2 separate regions of the Pan troglodytes genome follow, and region 1 is linked to region 2. A link is a contact called in public Hi-C data. All regions are on one chromosome and are shown on one strand. The core of a region is the stretch at or near the end of the contact, and the rest is flanking DNA. Distances in the headings are between cores, read along the strand shown. Region 1 holds the start of IRF2BP2 (interferon regulatory factor 2 binding protein 2). Region 2 has its middle 210 kb from the start of TOMM20.

Region 1 (3,161 bases), core at 315-2,814, 320 kb after region 2:
TCTAAGGGTGTTTTTCCTCTTCCTTGTGGTTAATCCTTTGAAGCAACCTGGTATTTTCAATAGCAACGACTAGAGAGAAACGTCAGCATGATTTTTTTTTCTCTCCACCTACCAATCCAGTTGTAGGAAAGATAATATAATTAGTACCCTGTTCTTCCCACACTTAACCAGCTCATTCCAGTCTCAAGGGACAGTTGTGGGCCTGTGTTCCCAACAAAAGCAGCTCCAGAGGCCGCCCTTAAAGAGCTTAAGTGTAAAAATCCCAATTGAAGAGCGACTAAGCCTACGTGTATTAGGGAGACTAACGACCAGCCCAAAGTGATTTACCATAACACACACCAGCTCCTCCTCCCGATAAAAGTGTGAAACTCAAGCATTCAATTCAGTCTGGGCTGAGTCTGAGGCTGCCAACGGTGGCAGAGCTGCAGGCCGGGCGGCTGGGCTGGGCTCATCCCGGCCTGGGTGGCATATAGGGCGCAAGTCCGCCTCCGTCGGCGGCCCGCCCTGCGCGACGGCGGGCGAACCAGCCAGCCGGTCGCCCCCACGGCCCTCGGGGACCTCGCGGAGGCGAGCAGGACCCCCCCCCCGACTCGCGCCCTCGCCTCCCGCCACCTCGAGTCCAAGTTCGGGCCCGGGGGCGGCGCCTCGACGCCTAGACTCGCCGAAGGGGGTGGAGCCTGCGCTGTGACGCGGCCGCGCTGGCCGTAGACCCCGGATCCCTGGAATGTGCATTCGTTCCACGAGGCCCTAGTGCCAGCGGCGCCGAGGCACGTCTGCGCGGAGCGTGCGCACTCGCGGCGGCGGCCGCCCACGGCCCCGCGCCCACGTCACGCGCCCGCCGCGCATACCTACATAAGGCGGCCGGGGCGACTGGCGCGGGGGAGGGCTGGACGGGGCTAAGAGCAGCACTTGGTGTTCGGGAGAGGCTAGTCCGAACCGCGCTCCCTCCCCTCCAGAGGGCTCCGTGGAAAACGCGCGAGCCAGCTGGCGGCGCGTGCACGTGGTGCTGGGCTTGGGAATATTCACAGTCTCCCTAGTTAGTAAAAGGGACAGGCGGCGCGTATGTCCTTTCCAAGACAAATGCAAAGCACCAGTGACGGATTTCATGCTTACGTGTCCGACATTGAGCTTTCAAGTATAACTCCTAAAAAACCAGAACTGTGAACCACGCTAGACCTAAATTCCCCATTCTCAGGAGACTGACGGAAACCAAGTGACAAAGTGTCCTTGCATAAAAGAAAAAGAAATGATTTTTAGCACGATTTGGCCCAGAGGCACACTAGAGAAAAACATCCTGAGGGTGGTCGGGACAGCCGGGTGGGGCGCGAAGTGAGGGAAAGTGGAGGAAAAGCACACGATCACTTTGCGCGGTGTTCCGAAGGGAACACCGGCGCTGCGCTGCTGCGCTGCCCCGCGGGCGGGCGGGCGCCGCAGAGCCGGCTCTCCCGGCAGCGCTCCTTCGGCGCGCGGGGGGAGGGGGAGCGCGCGCGCGGGAGGGCGGGCACGCGCACGAGGGGAGGGGGCCCGCGCAGGCGCCGTGCGAGACTGTCGAAGAATCAAGTCTGTAGAAGTGGAGCGGTCGCGGCGGCAGCAGCAGCAGCGACGGTGGCGGCGGCGGAGCTGAGGCGGGCTGGCCGCTGACGCTGGCGCTGGAGAGCGGCGACGCCAGGAGCTGTGAGAGAGCGGCGGAGCGACCCGGGGCCCGCGCCGCGCCCGAGCTCCACGCCGCCCGGCCGCCGCCACCCCGGCGCGGCATGCCCCGCCGCTCGGGCTGAGCCTGCCCCGGCGGCCGCCCCCCGCCCCCTGCCCCCCCGGCCTCCCCGCCCCCCGCCCCGCACTCCGTGCCGGCCGCCGCCGCGACCTGCTGCGCTCCCCCGCGCCCGCGCGGCCCGTCTTCGCCCCGGTCTGGAGGCCCGCCGCGGCTCCGGCCGAGCCCCCGCCGCCGCGCCCGCCGCCCCGCCGCACCGCGCCGCCCGCCCGTGCCCGGGCCGGCCGGGGGGAACTGCTGCCGCGGCTGCAGCCCCTCACCTCGCGCCCGCCGCCCCTCGTGCACCGGGGGCGCTGCGCGGGCGCCGAGCCTTCGCGGGCTTTGCCGCCGCCGCCGCCTTTGCGGCCGCCGCCGCCGCTGGTGGGGGAGACGCGGGGTTGGGGGGGGAGGAGGGCGCGCGTGGTGCCGGTGGGGGGCGGCGGCGCCCCCTCCTCCTCCTCCGCCTCCTCCTCCGGCGTCGCGGGCTCCTCGGACATGGCCGCGGCGGTGGCGGTGGCGGCCGCGTCCCGGCGGCAATCGTGCTACCTGTGTGACCTGCCCCGCATGCCCTGGGCCATGATCTGGGACTTCACCGAACCCGTCTGCCGCGGCTGCGTCAACTACGAGGGCGCCGACCGCGTCGAGTTCGTCATCGAGACGGCGCGGCAGCTCAAGCGGGCGCACGGCTGCTTCCCGGAGGGTCGCTCCCCACCCGGCGCCGCGGCCCCGGCCGCCGCCAAGCCGCCGCCGCTCTCCGCCAAGGACATCCTTTTGCAGCAGCAGCAGCAGCTTGGCCACGGCGGCCCCGAGGCGGCCCCGCGCGCGCCGCAGGCCTTGGAGCGCTACCCGCTGGCGGCCGCGGCCGAGAGGCCCCCGCGCCTCGGCTCTGACTTCGGCAGCAGCCGCCCGGCCGCGAGCCTGGCCCAGCCGCCGACGCCGCAGCCGCCGCCCGTGAACGGCATCCTGGTGCCCAACGGCTTCTCCAAGCTAGAGGAGCCGCCCGAGCTGAATCGCCAGAGCCCGAACCCGCGGCGCGGCCACGCCGTGCCGCCCACCCTGGTGCCGCTCATGAACGGCTCGGCCACGCCGCTGCCCACCGCGCTCGGCCTCGGCGGCCGCGCTGCCGCCTCCTTAGCCGCGGTGTCGGGAACCGCGGCCGCCAGCCTGGGCTCCGCGCAGCCCACCGATCTGGGCGCCCACAAGCGGCCGGCATCCGTGTCGAGCAGCGCTGCCGTGGAGCACGAGCAGCGTGAGGCGGCAGCCAAGGAGAAACAACCGCCGCCGCCTGCGCACCGGGGCCCGGCCGACAGCCTGTCCACCGCGGCCGGGGCCGCCGAGCTGAGCGCGGAAGGTGCGGGCAAGAGCCGCGGGTCTGGAGAGCAGGACTGGGTCAACAGGCCCAAGACCGTGCGCG
Region 2 (3,347 bases), core at 548-3,047:
GTAAGATGATGGTGGGGACACAGATATGAGGGACGGACGTTCATGGAGTGGCAGGGGACAGCCTGATGGTGTTGAGGCTTGGTGTTAGAGAATAAGAGAAAAGTGAGTTGGTAGATTTGGGTCCGTGAAGGCCAGACTGAGAGGTGGTTCAGTGAGCAGTGAAGGACCCCGGAGGAGGACAGCAGCCTTCCAGAGGGAGGCGGAGGGCAGGGTAGAGGTGAGGTGGAGGGCAGAGTACAGGTGAGGTGACAGAGATCCGGACGGAGGCTGGAGAGGAGGCCCTTCTGGGCTGAGGCCAGGCTGGGTGGAGGGCAGTGGGTGTGAGAAGGAGGAGGTCAGAATGAGGAGACATTCAGAAGGGGAGTCAACAGGACTCTGGGGCTCCTTGGAGACAATGAGTCTTCACATCTGTGTGGCTGGAAGCTGATCAGACTTCACCAGGAAGGGGGGCCGTGGAGGAGACCCTGTTGGGGATGCATTGGTGGGACTTCAAGGGTGCGACGTCCAGTAGGCAGCTGGCTTCGGGAACCTGGAGACTGCAGCAGAGTCAGTGCTGTGTGCCCGCCCAGGGGCTGTTTGTGCAGGGTGACCCGGACCCGAGGTGAGGCCTCAGGGGACAGAGGCACCTGGAGAGAAGTGTGGAGCAGGTGTGACCTGGGAAAGCCCGTGGCGGGGGCCACTCCACGCAAGAGCAAAAGAGCTTTGGAAAGGAAGCATTGCAGTGGTCATAGGTGCCGCTCTGCACTTGTTCAATGGGCTGGTGATTCCTCATTGTTCTGTGATGTTGGTTTCAGTTTTGTAATGAGTTTTCATGAAAATAACGAGCACAATGAAAGCCCACATCCCTCTCAAAGTAGCGGAATGGAAAATAGAACTCTGAAGAACCAGCTCTCTTGACGTTCTGAGGCCCAGACATTTCTCTCAGGGTTGTAGAACAACCTTGAACCTGCGTGTCTCACTGACCCCACCGCACGCCTGCCCCTGGACCTTCCTAACGTCTAGGGGGTGACGCACCTGAGTGGAGATTCTCCATGCAGCACCAGGGATTTCTGCCATCGTGGACTTTTTAACAGGTGTTCTCGGGATGAGGATTTTTTGGGTGCACCCCCCACCGGCAGCAGTTGCGTTTCTGGGCTTGAGATTCAAGGCATGACTGAGCAGGTGGGGGATGATGCTATGCATTTTTTGGCATGAGGTCTCTTTCAAGTAAATGAAGAGGCCATTTCAGAAACACTGCAGAGAGAGAAATGCGAGCACACATTTTCTGCTCTGGCCACCATGATTCTTTTGCATCTCATCACCATTTCCCTGCACTTATGCCACCCCCTTCCCCAAGCTCCAGGGCCCACTAACTGTGAGAACAACGAAAAGCATTAGCTATGGACTCAGCACGCTTCCTCCCCGAGAGCTCCCGACAGCCAGCAGAAATCAATAAATTAGGATAAAGAAAATGACATTTAGCTTTGTCTGGGCTCTCCTGTCTGTATGATTTTGCAGGCTTGGTGTGGAATGAAAATTCTGTTTCCTCTGCTCCCCTCCCCTAAACCTACAGACTGGTCTTCCTGCTTCCCTATGAGTGCCTGCTTCAACCCAGACAGTTCTGACACTTTGACTTACTGATCAACTTTTTTTTTTTTCTTAAACCACAGTTTAAAAAAAGTCAAACACACACAGTCACGGGAAACAAAAACACAGAAAACAACAAACCCTGTTTAAGAGCTGAGTAAGCACTAAGGCATGCATTCCCTCCAAGAGCAAGGGCCAGGATGAGAATTCTCGGTTCAGCTGACTAACGCAGCTCACATTTTAATAGTCTGCAGCTCTTTCTAAGCTGTTAACACTTTACTGTCTTAGAGGATGTTTGGGCTGAATACCTCCCATAGTTCTTCCACTGAGACATACCTTCTCCATGGTAGGGAAAAGCAAACAGGAGTGTTGTAGAGAAAGATGAGTCAGGGGCCAAGTGGGTTGGTGCCAAGACAAAGCAGGAACAAACCAGTGTTCTGGTGCCTTCCGAAAGGTATGTGTTTAGCTCCCACTGATAAGTGAGAACATGATGTATTTGGTTTTCTGTTCCTGCATTAATTCGCTTAGGTTAATGGCCTCCAGCCACATCCATGTTGCTGCAAAAGACCTGATTTCATTCTTTTTTATGGCTGTGTAGTATTCCACGGTGTATATGAACCACATCTTTATCCAATTCACCATTGATGGGAACCTGGGTTGATTCTGTGTTTTTGCTATCATGAATAAAGATGGGAACAATAGTCACCGGGGACTACTAGACCAGGGACAGGGGAGGAGGGGCAAGGGCTGAAAAACTACCTGTTGGGTGCTATGCCCATTACCTGGGTGCCAGTCATACCCCAAAGCTCAGAATCATGCTATATACCTTTGTAACAAACCTGCACAAGTACTCCCTGACTCTAAAATAAAAGTTGAAAAAGAAAAGGAAAAAAGGAAATGTATGTATGTGTCTTCTACACTTGACTGGTCAGCCAGGGCTGTCCTGTCCAAGCCTCTGTTCTCATCTCTCTCTTCACCCTGACGGCCACGACATGTCCAGAGCTGAAGAACAAAGTGTGCTTGAGGTCGTCTTGAGCGCAGGTTCCAAGACGATTGTTAACACACACAAAGCCTTCCAGACCTCAGCAGAAGGGTGACATTTTCTTCTGGTAGAGTTTGTAATTTAAGATAAGGCAATAGAGCCTGAAGCTGGCAGTGTGGTGTGCACGCCAGCCACATAGCAGCCTCACTTCTCGAGAGGAATCACAGTTTCTGTTTCTAGGTCTCTGGATTTGTACAGCCCAGGCCAGACACTGTGAGGATGCTGGATGGAAGTCTCTGTATAAGGGGCTGGTCCCGGAAATGAGTCCGTCATGTCTGTAGAGAGGTCACCAACAGCTGCTGGATATTGTGCTGCCTCTTCTGGTGGCACACATTTGCTTGGAGGAAAATGCACACTTATTTTAATATTAGATAAAGAGAAGGAGTTCTTCTCCACCAGTGAGCCTGACTCCAGAGAGTTTCTGGAGCCTTGAGGATGCGTTTGTTGAGCACTTAGCAAGGGGCTGTGTGCTGTTGGCAGTGGACAAGGCCAAGGGCCTTGAGGCCTCTACTACCTAGGGCAAGGCCAGCAGATGTCTTCTGCAAAGGGCCTGATAGTAAATGGCATGGCTGTGTTCTAATAACACTTTATTTACAAAAACAGCTGCTGGCCAGATTTGGCCCATTTGTTTGCTGCCCAGATTTTTCCTCTGAGCTTCTCAATGATAAAAACAAATTCTCACCCGTTTTTTTGTCTTCCTAGTGCCTAGCACGAGGCCTGACCCATGGAGGGCCTTCGG

Evidence for each region. Hi-C and Micro-C count contacts between places; a contact is called where the count stands out from the background.
Region 1: a contact with region 2 is called in a Hi-C map of stem cell-derived neural progenitor cells, with 5 times the contacts expected there. The contact joins the promoter of IRF2BP2 here to the enhancer-like site in region 2. A contact is called at or near these places in 1 of 7 Hi-C or Micro-C datasets (stem cell-derived neural progenitor cells) and 1 of 1 datasets of contacts at active chromatin or transcription factors (stem cell-derived excitatory neurons).

Annotation. Positions count from the first base shown.
Region 1 is chr1:14,566,546-14,569,706 of NHGRI_mPanTro3-v2.0_pri, forward strand. IRF2BP2 (interferon regulatory factor 2 binding protein 2) reads left to right here and starts at 1,565. Exons shown (of 2, transcript XM_525097.8): 1 at 1,565-3,161. The coding sequence starts at 2,243.
Region 2 is chr1:14,249,869-14,253,215 of NHGRI_mPanTro3-v2.0_pri, forward strand. No RefSeq gene overlaps it. Among named protein-coding and RNA genes, the nearest start is that of TOMM20, 210 kb to the left of the region's middle. Within about 2 kb of position 1,798, at least 6 of the 24 cell types and tissues checked have an H3K27ac peak or open chromatin away from gene starts, as enhancers often do. A contact at or near this core is called in stem cell-derived neural progenitor cells, where this site is marked.